Linked DNA regions of Sus scrofa: all the other regions are linked to region 1. A link is a contact called in public Hi-C and HiChIP or PLAC-seq data. All regions are on one chromosome and are shown on one strand. Each heading gives the region's core, a stretch centred on a gene start, on an enhancer-like site or on the middle of the called end of the contact. The rest is flanking DNA. Distances are from core to core; before and after follow the strand shown. Region 1 has its middle 52 kb from the start of GLRX. Region 2 overlaps CAST (calpastatin). Region 3 overlaps CAST (calpastatin).

Evidence for each region. A called contact is a pair of places that touch in the nucleus more often than the background predicts. HiChIP or PLAC-seq counts read pairs in DNA pulled down with a chosen protein or histone mark.
Region 2: a Hi-C map of liver shows a contact between it and region 1, with 4 times the contacts expected there. The contact joins two enhancer-like sites. A contact is called at or near these places in 3 of 47 Hi-C or Micro-C datasets (liver and retroperitoneal adipose tissue) and 2 of 2 datasets of contacts at active chromatin or transcription factors (alveolar macrophages and skeletal muscle).
Region 3: a contact with region 1 is called in an H3K27ac HiChIP or PLAC-seq map of alveolar macrophages. The contact joins two enhancer-like sites. A contact is called at or near these places in 1 of 47 Hi-C or Micro-C datasets (retroperitoneal adipose tissue) and 1 of 2 datasets of contacts at active chromatin or transcription factors (alveolar macrophages).

What each region holds. Positions count from the first base shown.
Region 1 is chr2:102,488,106-102,492,075 of Sscrofa11.1, reverse strand. No RefSeq gene overlaps it. Among named protein-coding and RNA genes, the nearest start is that of GLRX, 52 kb to the right of the region's middle. Within about 2 kb of position 2,040, at least 37 of the 83 cell types and tissues checked have an H3K27ac peak or open chromatin away from gene starts, as enhancers often do. A contact at or near this core is called in alveolar macrophages, liver and retroperitoneal adipose tissue, where this site is marked.
Region 2 is chr2:103,317,605-103,321,648 of Sscrofa11.1, reverse strand. CAST (calpastatin) reads right to left here. Exons shown (of 31, transcript NM_214067.1): 4 at 1-47. Among named protein-coding and RNA genes, the nearest start is that of CAST, 63 kb to the right of the region's middle. Within about 2 kb of position 2,423, at least 5 of the 83 cell types and tissues checked have an H3K27ac peak or open chromatin away from gene starts, as enhancers often do. A contact at or near this core is called in liver, where this site is marked.
Region 3 is chr2:103,338,045-103,341,513 of Sscrofa11.1, reverse strand. It overlaps CAST (calpastatin), which reads right to left. Exons shown (of 31, transcript NM_214067.1): 16 at 2,515-2,616. Among named protein-coding and RNA genes, the nearest start is that of ERAP1, 75 kb to the left of the region's middle. Within about 2 kb of position 1,658, at least 10 of the 83 cell types and tissues checked have an H3K27ac peak or open chromatin away from gene starts, as enhancers often do. A contact at or near this core is called in alveolar macrophages and retroperitoneal adipose tissue, where this site is marked.

The DNA.
Region 1 (3,970 bases), core at 791-3,290:
ATGCATCATGATAATCTATTACTTCGCCAAGTATCAGTTTGCATTTGTTTCTGTTGACACATAAAATACCTACCTACACACACATGGTACACACATAAAGAATGAGAATTCTTGGAGTTCTCATTGTGGCTCAACAGGTTAAAAACACAACACATGCTGTGGCTGTGGCGTAGGCTGGCGGCTACAGCTCAGATTAGACCCCTAGCCTGGGAACCTCCATATGCCACTGGTGCGGCCCCAGAAAAGACAAAAAAAAAAGTTAAAAAGAAAACAAAAATCAAAAAACACAACACAGTGTTTGTGAGGATGCAGATTCAATCCCTGGCCTCACTCAATGAGTTAAGGATCTGGCGTTGCCGTGAGCTGTGGTGTGGGTTGAAGACACAGCTCGGATCCCGCGTTGCTGTAGGCTGGCAACTGGAGCTCCAATTTGACCCCTGGCCGGGGAACTTCCACATGCCTCAGGCGCAGCCCTGAAAAAAAGAATGAGAATTCTAAGTTGTCATTCTTAGCTCCCCATATAGGTTGGCCTTATGTAGTATTTACATGTTCAGAAGTATGTCATGTAGAAATTCAAGCGAAACTTGAAAAACATTTTCTGGCAGGAAGCCCAGGTGGGGTTGTTCATGGAGACAATGATGACTGGACCAGGCGTGGGAGGGAGCAAGACGCATAGATGAGGCAATCGGCCTGGAGCTTTTTTAACACGTAGACAAGAATGTAGACAGTGGATTAGGGCAGAATTTTGATTCTTTCATTTCCTTCATATGTTTCACTGAGTGAAGAAGGGTAGAAGTTGACAAAAATCTCAAACAACCAATCTGTCCCAAGTTGGTGTTGCCCTTTAAAAAAAAAAAAAGTGCTTATGAAATACTTGAATCTCCTCAGTACAAATACAACGGGTGAACTAAAAATTCAAGTAATGGCCCAAGGGGCGGGGAAGTGTAATGTTGACTCTGATTTACAGAAAGTGAATCTGACTCATGGCAAAGTCCTGCAATTTCACATGAACTCACGCTGCCTGTAAACGTCCCGGAATCAATGGTGAGCAAATGTCAACTCTGGCCCGGCAGGCAGAAGCACTTTGTTTTCCGTTCTGCGGAAACGCCAAATCCCATCTCTCTGACAAAGGTCCGCGTCAGGCCGCTGTGTCATCAATTGCGTTCGCCAAGGCAGCGGCTCTACGTGAGCGGGGACCACTTCCCGACTTCTTGGTATCTTTTGAGCCTGCCGGGGAGCTAAGACTGGCGGGCCAGGCCTACGCGGGACGCAGCGCCACCTGCTGGAAGCCGAGTGATGGAGCAGCAGACTGGAGTTGACCGCGGAGACCAAAAAGTCCTGTTGGCGCTTTTGGCTTTGAGGCAACAGCCGGGCCCTGCCGAGAAGGAGAACCAAAACATTATAGCAGAAATAGGCACCCTTTATCCAAACCTGTCCTCGAGGCTACACACCATCCTTTCCTCACCATAGAATGTGGGTGGTGTGTGTGCATGTGTGTGTGTGTGTGTGCATGTGTGTGTGTGTGTGCATGTGTGTGTGTGTGTGTATGCATGTGTGTGTGTGCACGCGCGCGTGGAGGCACAGCCAGGTTGCATATTCAGGTGTGTCTGCACTGACCTCCCAGAGGTAGGTAAAGCGGAATCATCTTCGTCCCCCTTGCTGGATCTGTAAGCACATCCACAGTTGACAGAGACTTTTACATAAAATATCCCAGTTAATCTCCCACTACTCTGTACAAATAGATAAAACAATCTCTATGGAACGAGCTGCCAGCTCCCTGGCTCTCCTAGTAGAATTACTCATAACCTAACCACGTTTGAGGATGACAGCTAACTAATGAGCTTTCCCCTCTTGTCAAAAGACTTGGCCCACATGGAAACAAAGGCTGTCACAATCCCCCAGCCAGGCAGGACTGGCTGTCATCGTGGAGATCAAGGGCTGACTCCTAAATGAAGTAAACTCCAGCCAGCTGTGGGAGGGAGCAGCCTGCAATCAAACCTCAGCGGCTTCCAGGCGGCTGGTAGTGGGCATGTCAGGAAACTCAGACAAGTCAGCCTGTGGGGGTTTTTGCCAGAACCTCATTGGCTCTTCAGAGATGTGCTCACGTATGTCACAATCATGAGGTGACCTTCCCTGCCTAAGAGGTTACTGACCTCGATCCATGGACATTTGTGGAAGCAGGAGACCTGAAAGACAAAGCAAAGGTGTTGGAGGAAGGGCGATACTGCTTTGGCAACGTGGACATGTTTGCTGATGGTGCTAGGAGCACCAGTGACCCAACACATTGATCCTTTGGGATTTTCCTGGCGACCAAATAAACACTATAGTATCTTGAGAGCTTCCTTATGCCAGGCAGTAGGTGCCTTACCTTTGTGGGTTTTGTTGTTGATGCTTTGTTTGTTTTCATATAATCTTTACAACTGCTCTATAAGATATGCACTATGATCAACCTTGTTTTACAGATTTGGAAACCGAGGCCCAGAGAGGTTAAGAGGTCTGCCTAAGGTTACACAGCTCAGAGGAGTCCAAGGCAGGACCGAAGCCCAGTTCTCTTTGGCTGGAAAACTATGATCTTAACGTTTGCTCTACTGCTTTTCAGCTGTTAGTGCCCTACTCGGCCCTAAACTAGAGTATATTTTTCTGGTCATTTATGGCCCCAAGTGACTCATCAGCCACATGATCACACCACTCATTTTCACTGCCCCCATCTCGGGCAAAAAAGCAGGGCCTGAGGAAAGAGCTTTCATCCACTTTGTTTTGAGCCAGGGCAACAGACTGGGATCGGTTGGAACAAACAGTTCTGGGTCAGAGGTCAGGGGACAGACTGGCCTCTGACAGCAAAAACAAACAAGGCCTCCCAGGGCCATGAGAGGACCTACAGGCGGAGCTCGCCTGGGCATCTCTGAAGGGGAGGCACCGGGTCCGAAGGGCGGCTGGGGCCCTTCTCAGGGGGATGAGGAAAGCAGCATTGTGGACTGGGCCACATACCAGTTGTGGAACACAGGGCAGGCGCAAGGAACCACACATGGCAGCACCATCTCTGAGGACTTGGGAGAGGCTAGCTTTGCCCTGTGCAGGAGCAAAAATGCCCTCCGCACCGAGCTGCAGGCAGACATGCTGTCCTGCTCCAGGCTCTGCAGAGGCTGAGTTGGCTGGTTATCGCTTCCACAACAACAACAAAAACCAAGTACTATTATCTCATAAATGCTGTCGTGCACTTATACGAAAACTGGCAAAGAGATGTTGCCAGTCTTTTGCCCTTGAGTGAAAACCTTCTGGACAGCGTGACAGTTTTTTCTGGGAGGCAATGTGACCCGGCTGGGTAATCCGAGTGACATGTTCCTTACAGCCATCCCATACGGCTGGAGTTCACATCCACTAACGCCAATGCTTATTTCCCCATGAAGCCAACCAGTCCTAAAGGCAACAGAAAACAGTGCCAGATGTCCACCTAGAGGCTGGGAGGGAGCAGATGGGTGGGCGTGAGAGGGCTGTGATGCTGAAGCACAGCCTACCTGGGAGGAGCCAGGAAGCTGGGACCCAGCCACTCTCCCTGCTCCCTGGCCTCCAGGGAAGGCCCATCCCCCTGCCACTGGGGCAGCCACGCGGAAACTGGTGCTTGCGAGGTGGCACCATCCCCAAGCCTTCAGACAAAAGGCTTTTGTCTGGGAGGTGCTGGGGGACGCCACACAGCACCGATTCTTCCTAAATTGATTTTTTTTTTTTTCCTGAATGTTATCTTGTTCATGGAAAGCTATTTCCACGAATTGACTGTTAAATATCCCATATGATAAGGGAAATACCATCAGCGCTATGACTGGAGGGGAATGGTGAAGTCTAGGCTGGTGTATGCCGGGGTGTTTTTGAGTTCATCAACACGTAGAGGCAAGATAATAAGGTAAAAGAAGGCTTGTTAGGCTCTGATGCAAAAAAAAAAAAAAAAAAAAACAGAGAAAAACAGCTGTGTGCT
Region 2 (4,044 bases), core at 1,174-3,673, 830 kb before region 1:
GGATTCATACTGGAAGACTTGCTCGTTGAAGCAGAGGAAGGCGATACCTAGAAAGAAAAGAAATAGGAAGGTTGATTTTAGTTAACCTACTACCTATGGTGTCCTTCAGTTTCTTTTAACCATACTTGCTCTTAACTCTTTTCCTTAGTTATACCACTTCCATAAAAGTTCCATAGGTGATGCTGCCCAACTGATAAATGACCCTGTCACCAGATCGAAAGGGTTTAGATTTGGGGTGTGCTCTTGAGTAAAGAATCTTGAGCAAGTTCCTTACATTTCCTGATCTTCAGTTTCCCCTTTCTCAATTTTTTTCAGTAGGTAACAACTAAGTTTGTTACTGCCTGGTAATTAAGTGCTCAGTAAATATAATTACCGTTTGTATTATTTTCAGACAGTACAAATTTACAGAATGTTGTTCAAAAGGACATCTCTGCCCATTACTAGCTCTGTGACTTTGAGTCTGAGTTTTCCAAGTATACAGAATGGGGCCTCCATGTCTATTTTGCAGGGTCATGTAAGATAATGTGGGTAAAATGCCTGGCACATTGTGGGTGCTCATTAAATGACAGGTGCATTATTCCTAAGGTAGCGTACAAGATACAAGAGTAGGCATAGCTCTGGGGAATAGACTCGGTGGATGAGAACTATCATGTGAGAAGAGAAGGTGGGAGATGGAGCTGCAGAGGGGGTACTGCTTTAGCAAGGGGATAAGCTAGGCTCTTCCCTGGAGGGCAAACGGTGATGAATGGTAACTGAAGTATTCAAGAAACACCCTTCCTAGGGCTGTGGAGTCAGCCCTTAGAATAGAATCTGCCCAGCAGGGAGTGTGCATGTGGACCCTTGCATGGCAATGAGGACCATGTACTCAAGTATGTAACTTGCATCACTCTGGTTATTATTAAATTCACAATTACTATCCTCGTGAATTCCAACTCAGGCTCATTTAAACCTCCTTAACATTGGAGTTGTTAGGGTTGAGAGCCCAGGGATTCCACCTGGCACGAGGTACCTTCTTAAGTCAGTAAACAGCTGCTTCCTGCCAACATCACCTGGAGCCCTGTGCCTGATGCCTGGCCCTGAGCCACCTCGGAGGCTGAGTCGCTGGGCGGGTGGAGGAGCCCATCCTTGCTAGTCCCCCAGTTACCCCTCCCCCCGACACTATACTCAGGTCGCTGTGTATATGAACCCACTATAACCCAAGGCGCATGAACAAAATCACTTTCCCCACTGACCTCAATTAATGGAGAACATTATGATGCTTATGCATAAACGCCACAATTCATAGATAAACCTTAAAGCTTTAGTACACTGATATTTCAAACATAATCATGTGAACTTAACTATTCCTGAGCACCTATTGGCAGCAATTGGGCCCCTGCACCCCAAAACGCACATACATACACACATACCCCACTAGTCACTGTGGCAGGCATGGAATGGTCTCTCCCATGCTCTTCAGTGTAAAGAACTGGAAGATGTACCAGAGTAACCCCCATCAAGTTAATAAACAAATATGTGAATGTTCATTTTCCTCGAGACTTTTTTTCATTTGTGGAGATTAACATATCCTATGTATGTAATTCTGTCTTGCACACTTAGAATGGTTGTACAAATTTCCATTCAAACTCAAGAAGTTCCATTTTGCTACATCCCCCTGCTTCAATGATTTCACTCGGCCATCTAAAACCACCCAAGACCAAACACTCCACACGAAACTGCTTTTAAGCTGCAATCTTCAGGTTTACATTCATTTTCTAAACGTCCCAATTTATTAAATATTCATTAATCACATAGCCTTGGGTTTTCCGATCTGCCTTACTCCTTTATTAAGCAATAGCTGGAAGTGATCCTTAAATCCTAGAAAGGAGGCTTTCAAAGGCTGACCAAGAACAGTAAAATCTCCATGGAACACCTATAAATAAACACAGAGCAGGTTATAATGGGAACCTAGCTGAAGGCCTTGGCCCACCTGTTCTCGGCAGAGATTCCTCCAAGAAAGTTTTATCTCATCACTAAGGCACTTACCATTCTGAAACTAAAAGAGAAAAACCACTTGATGAGGGCTGAAAATGAGCAAAATTGAACTGCCTCATTAAGGGCAGGTTCAACTCTGGCTAACTGTAATGTGTTTAATTTTTATTCTATTTGTAAAGACAAGGAACTTTCACTATTTTTTATCTCTAGTGAGGGATTATATGCACTTTCAATGTAAATCTTCTATGTTGTTTGAATTCCTCATCATGGGTGTGAATAATTAATAATTTAAAAATTGTGAAGGTTAGTCTATACATGCATGAAGAACCTTAGAGAAAAATCTTGAATATGTGGGTTTTAAACAGAGGAGGAAAACAGTATTGCATAAAGATTAAGTGACCTGTCGAAGTTTACCACAGTTCATTGGCTCCACAAATAATTATCTAGAACACAGCATGTGTTAAGTCCTGTGTGAGCTGATGGAAACACAGTGGACAAACCTATAAACACATCCCTGCCCTTGTGAAAGTTACAGGCTGGTCAGGGATGACATTAATAGAACCACCACTTCAGAAGCTATTTGTGGCAAGTGCTATAGAAGAAAAGCAGAGGGTCCCAGGAGAACACAGACTAGGCAACGGAGCTAGTTCAGGGGAGAGTTGGGACAAGTGATACGGAGGAAGTGACAGTTAATGTGGAGATGGAAGGATACGGGACATCACCCAGGCAAAAGGCCAAGAGGATCCTTTGAGCTGTCAGTGCCAGGGCAGGGCCTAGGCCACCTGATATCTAAACCAGTGACTCTCTGCTGTAGGATCCACCACTCACGGTCCCAACATTAAGGGAGAGTCGTTTTTAAAGTGCCATTGGCGCTCAAATACCAAACCTTCTATGTGATTAGAACTGTATATCAGACTAACGTGCGTCCATAATCCTCTCCCTACTAAATGACCCATGCAAATCCCTTAACAGCCAGCCTCACTAATCGTTTATAAACTTGAATGAAGGCATAAATCAGAGTAACAAAGAACAGAGAAAAAGTCCTTTAATATAATCATTTTCCACCCACTCACCCACTATTGCTCTTTAAAAAGTAATGAAGGCGTTCCCCTCAAGGCTCAGCAGTTAATGAACCTGACTAGTATCTATGAGGATGCAGGTTTGATCCCTGGCCTCGCTCAGTGGGTTAAGGATCTGGCGTTGCCATGAGCAGTGGTGTGGATTGCAAACTCGGCTCACATCTGCTGTGACTGTGGTATAGGCTGACAGCTATAGCTCCGATTTGACACCTAGCCTGGGAACTTCCATATGCCGCAGGTGCCGCCCTAAAAAGCCAAGAGAAAAAAAGAAAATAATCCTGGGGCTGAGGGTACATAACGCCTAAATCACCATCATAGTCTTGAAGGAGTTCACAGCCCAGTGAGATAAACAAATAAAGCATGTTTAGTTTCAAGTAAGTGCTCTAACAGGGATGAAGAAAATCTTATGCAACAGAACAAATGTTTTGGTTTTATGTAAGTTGCAGGCCCACCTCAAATAATAAAACTGTGTTGGCAAGTCCCCTTAAGACAAACCAATATTGATAAAATAATCACAGCCTAGAAAAGAATTAATATTTAATCCTATTACCCAATAGGGCATCTTATGCTCTGGCATTATTCACAAAATCTCTTTAATTTGTTTACATGCTACAGTAAGAATTTTGGAAGCTGTAGGAAATGATCAGAGATATGAGGGTTTTAAGACCCTTGAAAAATGGAAACTGCTTTCCCTTTTCACATATATTTTGTAAATGTCTCCCAGACTACACCTTTCTAGCTCTCTCACGCATCCTGGCCACACTCATCTTCCCATGTGTCACTCCTGCACACAATTCTCTCTCAAGTAGAACCAACGATGATGATACTTGCTGCCCACCTTATCACACAGAAAACTCTTTTCTGGCTTTTAAAGATCCCTAGCCTCCAATCCCACCCCATCTCCCAATGTAGAACATTTGCTCTAGGCAGCTAGCCCATCCCACCCCACTCATCTTTCCCTTTATGTTTCCCCCGGACCCCATAAGTGCCA
Region 3 (3,469 bases), core at 409-2,908, 850 kb before region 1:
GAGCTTAATAATTTGTACCTATATCGAGGCAAGGATTTAAATCACAAATCAAGGAACTCCTGGCACAAAAGAATGTGTGGAGGTAAGTACTTAGCTGATTTCAGCTCACTCTATCACTGCCATCTAAATCTCAGCCTAAGACTATGGTTCTCCACTGAATGCTTAGTTGATTGGTTAATTTTAAAATGTGTATTGAACACTTTTTTCATGGCCACACCCATGGCATATGGAAGCTCCTGGACTAGGGACTCAATCCAAGTCACAGCGGCAACCTACACCACAGCTGCGGCAATGCTGGATTTTTTAAGGCAATGTGCTGGGCTGGGGATTGAACTCATGCCTCTGCAATGACCTGAGCTGCTACAGTCAGATTCTTAACCCACTGTGCCACAGCAGGAACTCCTGAATCGTTTTAATAAGCCAAATACTCTTCTAGGCTTTGGAGTTATAATTTTATTGTTCTATAGAAATATAATTATCATTAAGGGATGAAGAGATTTAAAAAAAAAAAATTCTGGTTATATTCCTCTGCAGGATATAGAGGAAGTCCTATGATATACTGGCACTCCTCAATTCAGGGATTTGTGAGGTCTCCAGCTATAAACAGTCTTTATGAAAGGGTCACCTGTATAGGACTGTTCTCTTCACTTGGACTTGTGGTCAGTGAGAGCCACACATGCACAGTTAGATCTTTTCTATTCCTCTTTTATCTTTACATTCCTTAAATGCTGTGGTTTCTATTTAGTAGCAAGTGAAAACAAACATCCCCTGAATTGAAACAATACCAGACTAGGGGAGATGAATAAGGAGGTATCACTACAGAATAAATATCTTACATTATGATACATTATAACAATGACAACCAGGCATGGACCTCTTTTCTGAAGCATTATCTGGTGCAGAGCATGCTGGAGTAGCCATGGACTCCTACAGCCTCTCATGACTATATGAGCCATCACATCAGACCATCCAGGAAGAGTGAATTCAACAGATACTGAAAATTCAGCTTAAGGTCCCAAGGGATTGGAAGATCTTCTTTATACATTTTAGATAATTAAACTAGTGGAAATGAGTGGAAAAGTAGAAACTCGTGGAAGGAGCAGAAAAGTTCTTTTTTGCTCAAATTTTAGGAGTTGGCCAATTTTCTAGAGGAAATTTAATACACTGATATGCATCCCTAAATCCAAACTGCTTAATAAATAATGTAAGATTTTAGTCAATCTACGAGTCTTTTTGTTTTGCGATTTGTTTATACTTGCCCCTCCCAAATTACCATCTTATTAAACCACCCTAATTCTCTAGAAATAGCCTGAGGCAGAAGCGCCATTGGCTGGGTGGCTGCCACACAGCCCTTGGGTGTGGACCCCTGAGGTCCTGCCAGGAGCACCCTTTTCCTTGAGACATTGTGCGCCTCGCATTGTGTAGTAACTAAAGTTTCCCCTCCTCCCGATACATTACAATACATTACTTGGTCCTGGAGGACAAGGACCACTTCCCCTGCTCCCTTGTGTTCGCCTTCGTAAAGCGTGTCCTGCCACACTGTGCCAGGCGAGCCCTCAAAGAAAGTCGAAGAGAGAAACTGGCCCATGTCGGACCAGGACGGTCCCAGACTCAGGGAGTTGCTAGGAGTCACCGAGACTCAACTTCCCCAGTGACTCAGAACAGGAAGTGACAGCAGAGGCAGCAGCATTGTGACAGCGACAATGGCCAGCTCCTGCCCTGAGCTGACAGACTGGCGCTCCTGAGGGTCCCTCCACCACAAAGCCTCCCAAGAGTGCCCCCTGGGGCAGCTCTCTGCTCTCCCGCTCTGCCTGGCACCACCACTCACCACCTGGCCCAGGACTCAATTGAGCAATTCTTTAAATGTTAATTTAATCTGAAAACTTCTTTTCACCAAATACAAGCTTGCTTTGGCTCAGAAGGCTGTAAGGTCTTGGCATGTCATAAGATAAACACTCCCCACTACCATACTCTATAAACATATAGCAACTCCAGTTATAAAGTAATTGTTGCTTGACTTTAATTTGAGACCAGTTTTCAACAGTTTTCCCCATAGCTATAAAATAATCTCCCACCCTATCTGCAACCACATTCCTCTCTCCTTATAAAGAAAGAAAAGAAAGAAAAGCACCTGGAACCCTTCTGAAAATACAAATTTCCAAATTTCATCAGAGCAGACAAACCTGCTTCCCATGAGGCCACTGCCTCTATGTTATCTTGTTTAGTCTGGTGTCTTAATAATTGGCAAGGGAGATTAGTGTTGCTTTTAAATATTAATAAAATTCTAGATGTTTATACGATAAACACTCAAATATCCTTCTGGTTTGCTAACTCCCCAGAAATAAATAGCTAAATTAACTAGCAGAAAGTAAGGCAGAACCAAGAACAATTCTCTTTAAATCTCTGATAAAATTAAAATGGTGCAAGAATTCCACACATGTATGATGCCTTTGGTTTTGTCACCTTGCAACCTGCAGTCTAACAGGCTTTGTACATGAACTCCAAGGTCAGTACCTCATCAATTTCCTTAATGGAGCTGAGGTCAAGCTCGGGTTCTGACTTCCGGCTGCCCAGGGAAGCTGACAAAGCCTCCAGTGCTTGATCACTCATCGTGTCCTGCAAAAATAAATTTTGTAAATTCAAAGAGAAAACATATCCTCAGCCCAAACAATCCGCTCACCTCTTTGTGAAATTCAAATTTTAAATCTCTAAGAATGAACTGTGGACTGGGGAAAGACTTTACAAAGGCAATTTTATTTGAAACCTTGCAAAAGAGAGAAAGAAAAAAGAACTTACCAGTGAATGAAAATTGTGGCTAGGACAGACCCGTTTCTATAGTAACAGTGCTCTCAGGGGCACACTTTGCCTCTTATTTAGCAAGCTAGAAGTGTAACTATAATAATAACTTTATTATAAAACACTCATATAAAAAGAAAAGCTACAAGAAGTAAACTTTCACTATCCTGTTTCTCTTTTTCTAAAAACGTGTCCCTAAAAAATGGCTTCAGACAGCCCTGTCCTTCAGCACAACAGGAAGCCCAGGAAGCAGAGAGCTCTGAAGTGTCTGAAGTGGGCCCCACTGCCGCCTTCTCCAAAGACACATTGGCTGAGGGCTGTAGGAACTCCCGCTCTCAGGGGTGTGGTGCTCTCACTGCTCCCCCAGCCAGATAAAAAACAAACTGTCCACGCCAGGAGAGAGAGGCAGAGCAGCACCAACAGAAACTGCTGCTTACATTATCTGCAGGTGGGGCATGGTTTCTCATCCAGCCCAGAGTCACCCCCCACAGCCCCCCCTTTTTTTTTTGGTCTTTTTAGGGCCGCACCCAAGGCATTTGGAAGTTCCCAGGCCAGGGGTTGAATTGGAGCTAAGGCTGCCAGCCTACACCCCAGCCACAGCAAAGCCAGGTCTGAGCTGCTTCTGTGACGTACGCCACAGCTCATACAAGATCCTTAACCCACTGAGTGGCCA